2 separate regions of the Bombyx mori genome follow, and region 2 is linked to region 1. Evidence: chromatin contacts called from public Hi-C data. All regions are on one chromosome and are shown on one strand. Each heading gives the region's core, a stretch centred on a gene start, on an enhancer-like site or on the middle of the called end of the contact. The rest is flanking DNA. Distances are from core to core; before and after follow the strand shown.

Region 1 (6,371 bases), core at 206-2,705:
GAGCAGGCCTCTTTTAATACTTTATCATTTTGTGTAGTATAGTGCATATGTGTAAGGTTGCGATAGGTCGTTTATTACGTGTGCATTAATCTTCGAAACCGTATTGAAAGACTTAAGCAACGATGTCAAGGCTATTATCCATAAGTAGCGCACCTGAATAATTAGTAATAATTAATGGTTATTGTAAATTATCATGCTTTAATCGCCTCTTTGGACTGTTGTTTAGTGGTCCCATTGGATTCGCGTTCGTTGACGGTATCTTATATCGGCATCTCGAGTCTTCTGGATCTGAATCGGCATCCTTGACATTGGGTTACAAATATCTACTGCTGTAAACTTTTTTTAAGTGAGACTTGATATGTAAATTAGAAGCCTGCAGTTTCAAACATTCTATTGGAGCGTCTCGATATTTCCCGTATTTGGAGCACGCAACGCATTTAAAACTTATCCTCATTGCAACGAAGGTAGAAAGAACCACGAAAATTAATTTTCACATATAAATATTGAGTTAACATTTGAGTATAAGTTTTAAGTTTCGTAATAAAAATAAAATACGACTGCAGAACAAAGAATATCTATAGCGGAATCAGCGACTATTCGCTTTTAATACTCGCACGGTATCGCTGGATCATAAGCGAATTTTGATTACTACATGCAAAAACTAATCATATTCATTAAACCGACTGCACAGCCAAATCTCGTTTACAAAGCCCCACTACAAGGATTGATTACGATTCGACAAACCGAAAGTATTTTGGGCAAGTACTAGTTTATATATAGTTATTTATAACTACAGTTCTTTCTTTTCACACTGTATAATATTTGTAAGTGGTTGTTTGTTAGTGCATCAGATAATCTGTTGATATATCTACTATTGTCTTGATAGCTGTAAATGAAATATATTTAATATCTCTTTGGTTTAATACTAAGAACTATTAACTCAGATATTTTAAGACTCGTTGTGTACCATACGTTAAACGTTAAAAAGTCTTCGAAAATTATTCTGAAATGTTTCGTTTTATTTGTAAGGTTAGATGTGACTTCATTTTTATTACTGTTTCCTGTTACTCATTATCAATACGTTCCGAATGCAACGATTTTAATTTACACACACTACCCAATATGTATTCCAAAATAATAATAATTATGAAATCATAAATGAAGTGGAGGAATAGAGAAGCAAAAGCGAGGTCAGATCTAGATGTAATCGAGAAGATTCATATTGCAATAACTATCGGCGCGTATTTCTTAATTGATTTTTTTTATGTATTTAAATAATTAATTGCATATGATTGCTACTGATTGAAATAGTATAAGGTTAGGCAGGAAAGGGAGTCTATGTCAGATACGTTGAGCAGTGAGGGCGCCAGTGTCGCGGTCGTCTCAAGATCAAGGTCGCGCGGCAGACGTCGGCAAGGTCACCCGCCCCGCCGCCCCCCGCTGCTACCGCGCTCGCCTCTCGCGCGCGCAAATATTTGCGACCGTCTGTCCTCCGCGACCGATACGCCGAGGTCAGCCCGTCAACAGACCTTGAAGTAATATTATCCGACCTCTCCTGTTTGAAAGACGAGCCCGTATTTTTATCGGTCAATTCATTACTATAATATTTATTTATTGTTTATCTCATGTATGGTTAAAGGTAATATTTATTCAGATAAGTGACAACTAAATAGAAAAAAAAAACATTTAAGTAAAGGGCAGGAAACGAAAAAAGCTAGGTTCAAGGAATATAGGATAACTATTATAATTGTTTATATTTAAATATAAGGAAATGGTTAATTAATACATAATAACTACATACTGCGTACATACATAGTACTGCATTTACATCATCAGCGTAACCACGACCACTATGACAAGACCGACTAAGAAGAAAATATTAGTTAGAAGAAATTATTGTAAATACATATTATAGTATAGTGTCGGACGTCCCTATTAGTAAAGATGGACAGTCAAACCATAGTACCTATACCCAATTATCATTGTAACACAACATTAAAATTTCAACAGCTTTTCAGACTAGTTTTTCTAATCGGGTTTGATTGCTTTACGGCAGATATAGGCAAGATGTACCAAAATAATTAAGTACGCACTAAAATTTATTATCAGCTTAATAGATAATATTTTCAATTATTTACAAATCAAAGAAATAATAAGAAGAAACGTGTTCAATCAAGAATGAATCTAACAATCTTTCGAAATCAAAATTACAAAATTGACACATATGTAGTAGTAAAAATTGAGAAATAAAATATTTTTTTTTTATTGCTTAGATGGATGGACGAGCTCACAGCCCACCTGATGTTAAGTGGTTACTGGAGCCCATAGACATCTACAACGTAAATGCGCCACCCACCTCGAGTTTAAGGTCTCAGTATAGTTAATATTTTTATAAATTAGCTAATATTGAGGATTATAGTGGGATAAAGAATTTACGTAATTATATTATTATATCCACAGAAGTTTCCCAAGGAATATAATATCATTTAATAGGCGTTACTAAAAAGCTTTATCATGTACTTTTTAGTTCGTAAAAATATTACATAGCTTAGAAAATTTTTACACATCCGTAAACGTAATTGTACCAAATTATAATGGCTGTGAAAACATTTTTATAATTTATTAGTGTATTTATAAATAACTAAAAATGTTATCAGGTAATCCCGATAAAACTAGTAAAGCAATCATTATGAAAAAAAAACAAATTTGAAGTAATCCACTACACACTTAATTATTGATAAACGGAAATATGTATTGTGCTTGACAACCCGGAGCCTTTAAGGACTATGTGACCATATAGGGCTGCTTAAAGAGCGGAAATACAATAAAAGATTAAAATTTCCTATCTAAGGACTAAAGACATTATATTTACAGTACAGAAAGTTATATTCTCCATATCAAATAGGTATTTTAGAATATACAATAATTGCCTATTCCTCCTATATTTTTATTACAGGTGTTTAATGGTTTAAAAATATTGTTTAAAATCAATTTTAGTAGTAAATTTATTCATTTAGTGATTCCATATTATAATGTAAAACGTAGAAATACATATATGTATCTATTTATTGTATACATATATGTATTTTCTTTAGTAATGCTTTAATTTTAGTAATGGTTTGGTCTATATTGATAAAACACACTCTTTAGATATTGTTAATAGTACACCGCAATATACCTGCTGTATCTTTAGAATTTCTGTCTGTTCTTTGGAAGAGATCGCTTTTGGCGATAAGACCCCTATCTCTTTCTCTCTCTTTCTCTCTTTCTCTATCTTTCTCTCCCTTATATTTCGATGCCTCCAATGAACACTACTCTAACTCAAAATTTTGAAATTTTCGTTTTACACGCAAATCGCTTCACGGTGTTAAAAGTATTACAATTAATCATTATTAATGGGGTTCAAAGCAAGAGTAAATCAGCTAGCTACACAAAAAAACCATAAATATATCTGCAATAATAAATATTTTATCAACTTTTTTCGTTTAAATGCTCCTCCTGTAAATCTACGAATTTGGAGTTAGCGTAGTGTTCATTGGAGGCATCGATTTATATGTACACAATGGTTACGTCATTACTTTTAAAACATAACGTTCATGTAGTGCAACAAAAATATATGTTTAATTGAAACAGTGTGTGTAAAAAGAACGTGTAAAGTTAAAAAGTACTTGCACCGAAATGCAATTTTCGATGTTTGTCTTTCTATAAATAACCGAAATGTGAGGAACAATTTCTGGTAAATCGCCAGAAGAAAATACGACATGCGTTCTAATGTTGTTTATCTCAGACCGTAACAACTTTATCTTGATACAACATTGACGAGAAATGCTTATTATCTGTGGAACACAATGTCTTTGTTGCACATAAACCATTGCGCGTGTAACATGATAAAGTTGCAGAATATGCTAACACGACACAAGCATGTATAATAATATGTACATTATGAATTTACGTAATAGGAATCTTAAGTTAAAATAATTCTATTTCATTCAACGACGAATGAAAAACAAGGAAATTTTTATTTCGGGTCATATATATGTTTATTTTGTTATTATACAATTTTATAATAATTGAGGCGTTCGAATTAATTTTAATATGTTTTTTTTTTGTCTCTTATCTTTGCAAATCTATTAATCGATGAAGACTAATTTTCAAATGTAGTTATGAGTAATTCTTTTTAACCTTCAATATTGCAACCACATTTTCTATTCAGCTTTGTTTAAACAAATGTATTTATTAAGGACACATTTCATTATTCACAAGGATTTCGTCGAAAAAAAAAACAATGAGTGTCCATAAACAAAGGTCATACAGAGCACTGCATAATGTACGTCAGATATTTTGACCTTCATCTGAAATTAAATCGGGGTATCTATGCAGATATTTATTTGTTGTATCGCAATTTGATGTAAATAAAAGTCGTCAAAAAATTTTTTATTTTTATTTTGGTAGACTTTCACGAATTATAGAGATTATTAATTAAAAACAGTTTTACGATTTTATTTTGTCCTTGCTTTACTGATTGGCTAATGTCAGTCCGAGCAGACTTCTGTGACTATGTTCAAAGCATCGAACTTATAAGTCGTAAAATTTTAGTTATTTTTGGGGGTTTAAAACATAATTGCTTATTTGTAAGACTGAATTATAAAATGTCTCTAACTAAGGTAAGATTATCGTCATAATCATGACAAATGATTAACATGATTGTCTAACCAAACACCAAATTACAGAGTACGAAATTATTAGACATACTCGTAGTTTCAATTAAACATACACTATTTATTTGTAAGTGAAATGTTTAAAATATAAAATAAAAAAATAAAATATAAATATAAATATTTACTAACAATCACGCCACGTTAACTGGTCTCGTGATAAGTTCGTAAAGAACTTGTGTTACAGGTACCAGATAACGGAAATAAATATAAGATTTTTATTATACACATACATATATTTAATATACATCCATAACCCTGGAAAAGACATTTATATTTATCATACAAATATCTTCTCTTGGCGGGATTCGAACCCGCGACCCCCTTGTGTAGTGACCATGTCACTTACCACTACACCAGACGGCCGTTTCTATATATTTCTATATAATCTATATAATTCTCTTTTAAAATAAATAGTCGTTTAGTAGTATTACTTAATTATTATTACCTAATTGAATACACGCTGGATTAAGAAATATGCATATGTCGGTCAGCATTTCGGTGTAATAAAGTATTGCGACAATCACAATTTAGTATCAAGCTTCATATTGAATAATAGGTACTTCATTGGGCATTATTAATAAAGTTCTAAAAAATCCAAAGACCTCGTGAATTTGACGATACGATAGGTTAATTGTAAGGGTATAACTAAATTTTAGATGCATTTCACTAATGTAACGTTAATTTATGCTTCCAAATGCTGTTTTTTTTAAATTCTGTCATCGTTTTGAAAAATACGTAACAGGAATATATAGGAATCGGTGGGGAAAATACAGGTGGCCGTGATTAAAATATTACATAAAAATAGAAACTATGACTATATTTGGTTTAGGTAGAAGATACATTTTGAATTGACGAGCCCTTGCCTGTCCTGACGACCGCGCCGCCGTGGGCTGCCGTATGAAACATTGGGGCCAAGGTCCTTATGAATTATGGAATATATGGTATTGTTTGGGCAATGTATGTCAGTGCTCCGATTTCGCGGCCGCTGCGTTAATAATAGCCGACGAAGGTTCCATTCGGCACAGGAGGTCACATCTACTAACTTCAGTTTCCGGAATCGCTGGAATTATTTGTTCAACTGTGTGGATGTCAATTGAGGAGAAGAGTTTTTTATAGCTGTGGATGGTCAGATCAGCTTACGATCCGTCTGGTACGAAGGATTGATCGATGCCCATATTATAACATAAATGACACCATTAATCTCCTTGAGATTTGAGGCTGAAGTCTCAATTATGTCCCATGTAAGCATAACTGATTCGCTGTAGAAAAAAGCGGAATGGTAGTACCTACCCATGCTTAGAATACGCCATTAGATTACCAATAGATGCTACTACTAATAATTAATATTATAAATACGAAAGTGAGTTTGTTTGTTCCTTAGGTTTTTATACGCATTACACGCTTATGCTATACACGTTGTCATAGGCATCAAAAAGTACCTACGGTATCGAGTATATTTCCCTTTCAGATTAACTCGAATGAAGCCGTCCGTAACAGCTAGTTTAGTATAAATTAGTCAACATAATCTAGAACAGTGGTAAACTAGGACATATTTGTATGAAAGTCAAGCGAACGCGCGCGCTACAGCGGCAGGCGTTCCCAAATGAGGTCAGTGGAACGCGAGTTATTACACTTGACCTCTTTCTGTCGAGT
Region 2 (6,457 bases), core at 101-2,600, 49 kb after region 1:
TAAATGGCGGTGTTTTGGTTCCCAAGCTTTCTCTCAAGGAGGCTCTCTGTACCCACTCTTGTGCATTTTCTATATGAATGACGTCCCCAGGCCACTGTAGACACATTTAACCCTCTACCCTGTAATGTGATGACACTACCTATTGTTCGAGTAAGAACAAATCCTTAATCGCGAAGAAAATTCGTTATAAGGTGATACAATACAAAAGCCGTCTTTGTCTATCCCGTATAAGCGTCTAAAGCGACCCGCGTCAACAGGAATTCCATTTAAAATACTTATAATCCCTTGTTTATTATATTTCCGACACTGGAAATGGTCCTCTTACATCTACAAAAATGTCATACTTTAACACTAGTGGTATATATATATACGTCGTCGCCATGATCGAATATTCTCGAAGAGCGTAATATATCTTCAAAAGATATAGTCAAACAGTTAATAATTTTTTTTATTTCTATATGCTAATCTAGCAGTTGAAGAAGTCTTGAACAGTTTTGACATTTTAATAAATTGTGAGAAACTTAAATTATCGTCAAGTGCTTAATTTATTATTAACAATTGACAAGAAAAGGAAAGATGCTTTTTACTCTTGAAATGTAATCTAAAAATACCTCACATGTATTATTACAATACATTTCATAAAAGCTGCTCACGGCGCTAAACCTGGGAGGTCTTCTTAATACTTACAAAGAGCAGTGCTTTGCTGAATCTACCACAGGATCAGAATCGGGACCCATTGAGAAGATCCGGTGAGAAACTCAGTGGGTTGTGTTTATACACACCAAGAAGCAATGTTTAAATATTTTGTAAGAAAACTCATTCGAATACGAAGAAAAAATGACATACTACCCTAATATTCCATTAATGTAATTGTAGGATACAGCCGTTAATAGACGGCCTTTTAAGTCAGCGTATATTTTGTCTTTTTTACGAGAATAATCCACTTATTACTCCTCCATAATGAGATAGACTATTAAGGTACACAGAAATAAGTTAAAAAGTGTCATTAATATGTGCTTACTCGAATTAGTTAATAGTGAAATATATTTTTTTATGTACAATAATGTAATTAATACCTTGTTGTAATCAAGGGATCACATCGGATCGCACCAGTGGAAGGCCACTGATTCCTTCGAGCATGTGACAATGTTATATCAGTGCTAAAATGTAGATTAGGATCTCTTTATAACACGTGTGCGGGTTTTATTGTCTAATCAGGATTTTAATCCAGAATATCTTTTGTAGTTTTTTTTTCTTGTAATTTACTAGAACTATTGATTGACACATTACTTTTATCTGTCATCATCACTAGTGCAGCCAACTAAAATTCTAATTAGATTCTATAACGGAACGTAATTTCCGAACGTGCGATACCGCCCCCGCCGCCGCCTTACCGCCCGCTGAGACAGAGCTCTCTGAGCGCGAAAACACACGCCCTCAGCGCGCGCGACGACGACCAGTAAGATATTGCGAGTCTTAGTGTAACTGTTCGATTCTCAACTCATTTTGTATTTTGTTAGTTATTGTGTCGCTTTTTATATTAAAACCTCATACCAAATCAGTGTAAACATTATTTATATATCATCTTCGCCAACAGCCCGGAACAACGAACTCACGAAAACTCACAAAAGCCCGCCAGTCGGACTTGTAGTGTTAAAAATGGCGCCCGAACGTTTAGCTGTGAAGTGATATATGAAAGTATTGTGCCTACATGAACGATTTGTGTTTTCCTGACTTTACCGACTAAACCGTCGTTAAATAATGCCGCCGAAGAAGATGCCCAATTCCGAGGAGCGCGACGCGAGAGCCGCGTCGCCGCCCCACGCGCCGTCGAGTGACGCGCCGCCCGCCAGTGTTTGCTTCCGCCCGGAAGACATCACCATGCTGATCGACACCCTTCAACGAACGCAGCTAGACGCGTTCCGGGAGCTGTTAGATAGCGTCAGGCAGTCGGCGACTCCTACATTCGACCATCGGCCCGCCAACAACTTCAGCCGCTGCAAATCTGTATTCAGCGGACGCGCAGACGAGTCAGTAGAAGGTTTTATCGACGCAATAGAATCGTACAGAGACGCCGCCAATGTTCCCGATGACGTAGCCGTAAAAGGCATCTCCATGTTGCTTACACACACCGCCGCTACCTGGTGGCAGGGTATCAAGCATCAAGTTTCTACATGGGAAGACGTCATCTCAAATCTACGAAGTGCTTTTGGTGATCGCCGCCCACCCCACAGAATTTATGTCGACCTATTCGCAGACGGCCAGCAGCCTATGGAGAAAACCGATCTGTTTGTCGCCAGGGCTCGAGCACTCCTCGCGAAGCTACCTCGAGGCGACCTATGTGAAAAAGTGGAGCTTGATATGATATACGGATTACTGCATCATAAAATTCGTAAACGCCTTCGTAGAGAGGAAATCACCAGTTTCAATGTTCTCCTGCAAAAAGCACGAAGTATTGAGGATTCTACGAAAGAAGCGCATACTTCAAACGCCGTCGCCGAGACATCAAAGGGTGCCGCCGCCGCCCGCGCTCGACTCGAGCCGCCGCGGCCTGCAACGCAGCGTGTACCTACGGCCGCTGTAGAAGTTTCCCCGCGCCAACGTTCGTCAGGCGATAACGCCGACGCCACTCCGACCGCCGAAAAACCCGAGAAACGTCGATACTGTGTTTATTGTAAAAGTTACGGTCATACGCGTGATCAGTGTCGTAAATTGTTATTAAAACAAACCGCGAATGACAGTAACGATAACGTAGTTAGTAAAGTAAATAATATTAAATGTTACGGTTGCGGCGCGAGCGGAGTCATACGTTCTAATTGTTCCAAATGTAGTTCAAATTTTAGCGCGGTCGATTTTATTCAAATACCGCGAACGCGATCGCGAGGTACAACGACCGCTGAGACATCAGCTGTTGGTAAGCCGTCCGCCCAGGTGAGTAATTTGGCAAGTTTACCTATGGTTTTTACTGGGGCTGTACCTGACTTGTTTTTATCCAGTAGTGTTCATACCGAGCGCCCAAATTATGTTAATTCATCGCTACACACTGCTCAGATAAGTTTGGTATCATGTAATAATGTAAGTACACCCCCCGTAAATAATAATTTTGCCCGTAAATGTAATGTAAACTCGTCCCATAAACGTGTTGATAAACAAATTGTTTCAAATTTGCCGCGTTCCGATGATACGCCTTTGTTTACATACTTATCTCGTCCTGTTAAGCAGGGGGAGTGTTTTAACCGCACTCATGTACCTAGCGAATTGAAATCAGTATCTCCTAGGGAATTTTGTGTTAATCAGTGCGTCGTAAATAATAGACATAAATGGAAAACGAAACGTTCTCGTCAGTGTCCATCACGTGGTCCGTTACCAACTAGGGCGACCATGATTTTTTCAGGACAAAACCAGAAATTCGATAATAAAAGTAGGGTGACCAAAATTTTTTCAGGACACAACCTGGAAAGTTGTGCACCGGTTAAAGGGACCACAAATTTTAATTGTGATAGTTTTGTCACCTTTTCGTCTGTAACTTCTTCGCAAAATGGCAACGCGCGACGACCTATTTTAGGTATAGAGATTTTAGGAATCCGAGGTAGGGGTTTAATCGACACCGCAGCCAAGCGAACTGTTGCCGGTTCTTCGCTCTACACCCTACTGCAACAGCACAATCAACCTTTTGTGCGTAGTTCTATGCGTGTTAAGCTCGCCGATGGTTCAATGCAAACACGACAAATGCTGACAACGACACTTGACGTGAAGTTATTACCGTGTAAAGTTATTCCCATGGAATTTGTCGTATTTCCGGACGCCCAGGATAATGACACATTATTGGGTGTAGACTTTTTAGTAGCAGCTGGTTTAGCCATCGACTTCCATACTTCGACATGGCGCTACCATGGTTCTGAACGAGTTTTTCCATTGGAGTTCGAGTACCCTAGTGACCTCACGCCTTGTTCTGCTGCTGATTTCTTAAGAGAAGACGAGGGAACTATGCTGTGTCCTCCAGAGCGTTAACCGCCTAGCTTCTTTTCTGCAGTGCAACGAGGATGTCTTCAGACCAGGGGGAGCCCCAATGCCTTACGCTGAACATCATCAGGATGATAGGAAGTAGCAAACCGACAAAATTCAGTTCTCTGGTCCCAGTTACCAAGTAGGTGATCTAGTCCTTCTCTCTACGCACTTGTTAAGTGATGCCGCCAAAGGTAGAACGAAGAAGTTCATGCCTAAGCGTGACGGACCCTACCAGATTAGTAATATCGTTAGTCCTACTACCTATGAGGTTACTGATTTGAATTCGCAGGTTTTAGGGAAATTTCATGTTTCTGTATCGTAATCAAACCGGTCAGGTCTCAGCTCCAGTACAGCCTCGACGCCTGCGTGGACGGCCCCGTCTTGTTGTTTCTGCCGAGCCACTAACGAGGCGTTCTAGTGACTCGGAGGGGGAGGATATAACGGAACGTAATTTCCGAACGTGCGATACCGCCCCCGCCGCCGCCTTACCGCCCGCTGAGACAGAGCTCTCTGAGCGCGAAAACACACGCCCTCAGCGCGCGCGACGACGACCAGTAAGATATTGCGAGTCTTAGTGTAACTGTTCGATTCTCAACTCATTTTGTATTTTGTTAGTTATTGTGTCGCTTTTTATATTAAAACCTCATACCAAATCAGTGTAAACATTATTTATATATCATCTTCGCCAACAGCCCGGAACAACGAACTCACGAAAACTCACAAAAGCCCGCCAGTCGGACTTGTAGTGTTAAAATTCTTAATTCGAAAACCCTTAATTGCCGCTCTAATGCTTATTTTATTATACCTATAAACTGTATCGGTTGTCTTTACATAGGAAAAATTGAATACGTGAAACATTTAAGTTAATAATAGACAATGATTATTACTGTTGAATGTTAAAAATTTGAAAGTATTATTTCGTGATATTTTAATGCTATGCCTAAATTTTCATGTCTATTATTCGTGAATCAGTGTTGTGAAATTTACTATTATCTCAATTTACAGAACATTAAATCTATGTATGTTATTAGGTGTTCATTTATTTTAGAAAAAAAAGGAATGAAACATCCTCGAGATTTGACTTTAAAACTGTTTGTAAACCCGTCACTTGCGACAAAGGGCTCGACGAGTATATGAACCCTCAGACACAGCCCACAGTTTCTCGCCGGATTTTCTGAGTGGGTCGCGTTTCCGATCCGGTGGTAGATTCTGCGAAGCACGGCTCTTACTAGGGTTCGTGTTAGCAACGTCGTCAGGTTTGAGCCCCGTGAGCTCACCTACTAGTTAAGGTTACGCTGATATAGCCTCTCAAGGCTCTCAGCTTAGGTAGGAAAAAAAAAAGTTTGTAAACCTAATTAAATCTTGTCAAAATTCACCGTTTCTAATTTTATTTACAAACAATGAATATTTTTTTATAAATTTAAAAATATTATTCATTCTCTAGAATAATCTGCTTCGAAACGGTAACGTTCGTTCGAAAGCGTAGCCCTCGACCGTCCTGGGTCGACGACCCCACGCCCTTCAATCGTTACTTTTTAGTCTTTTACCTCTATACTTCATGTTAAATCACTTTAGTTGATCAGACTTTTGTTCTTTTTTGCGATACCTTCATTTCACCAAAATATTTTGTCTTGAATTTAATTCGGACTTATGTCTTTTGCGCTGTTTGTTTGTTGTGATATCCGAGACCACAAAATAGTTTCTCTTGTGTCGGAGATCATAATGATCACAGGTCGCAGAACCAGTGTTTATATTGAAATTAAGTAGATCGAAAAAAGATGAATGTGAGAAAAAATGTACTTTCAGACCATCTTTTTTAATTTAAGTTCGATAATATTAAATGATTTATTTGGATAACATTAAACTTGATTTTAAAATCACTTTTTTTTATTCTATACTGTATTTTCTATCAAGTGTGAATAGTGTAAATGTCAAATAAGAAATATCATAGATGAAGACTTCAGATATAACTTATTGTGTTCTGTCTTTTGTTTTTACCTATATTTAGTAATAAATTTATATAGGGGTAGTTGTAAATAATAGGCAGGAGTAATTCTTACAATTTGTTTTATTTAATTCGACAACCTGTCATTATATTAACAAACAAATGACTGAGCACGCTCACATACGCACATACAATACACACAAACACACCACGACCGGCGCTGCATTGTATTATAAATTACACTTATATAGTCTTAAATTATGTTAATTTTCAGTCTATTGCGCTCTCCTCGTTCGGCGCCGGCCACGCACGCACACGTCCTACACGAATTATCACATATAATATATTAAAACGATCTGCGAACGATTACTATTATCTAGTTTATTTAATTTAAAGTAGGTCGGGGTGGGGTGGCGGAGACTCGCGGCTCCGCGGGCCGGCCTCACGCCTCTAACATCTGCGGCATGTACGAACGAGGCGGCGACGGCGACTTCTTGGAGAGGT

What was found. A called contact is a pair of places that touch in the nucleus more often than the background predicts.
Region 2: a Hi-C map of whole pupa shows a contact between it and region 1, with 4 times the contacts expected there. The contact joins the promoter of LOC134199506 here to the enhancer-like site in region 1. A contact is called at or near these places in 3 of 7 Hi-C or Micro-C datasets (midgut and whole pupa).

What each region holds. Positions count from the first base shown.
Region 1 is chr10:7,788,511-7,794,881 of ASM3026992v2, forward strand. No RefSeq gene overlaps it. Among protein-coding and RNA genes, the nearest start is that of LOC134199507, 9.2 kb to the left of the region's middle. Within about 2 kb of position 1,456, at least 7 of the 8 cell types and tissues checked have open chromatin away from gene starts, as enhancers often do.
Region 2 is chr10:7,837,346-7,843,802 of ASM3026992v2, forward strand. It overlaps LOC134199506, which reads left to right and starts at 1,351. Exons shown (of 2, transcript XM_062670562.1): 1 at 1,351-2,931; 2 at 4,344-5,885. The coding sequence starts at 1,762. The coding sequence ends at 4,583. E75 (nuclear hormone receptor E75) reads right to left here. Exons shown (of 5, transcript NM_001043577.1): 5 at 6,059-6,457. The coding sequence ends at 6,396.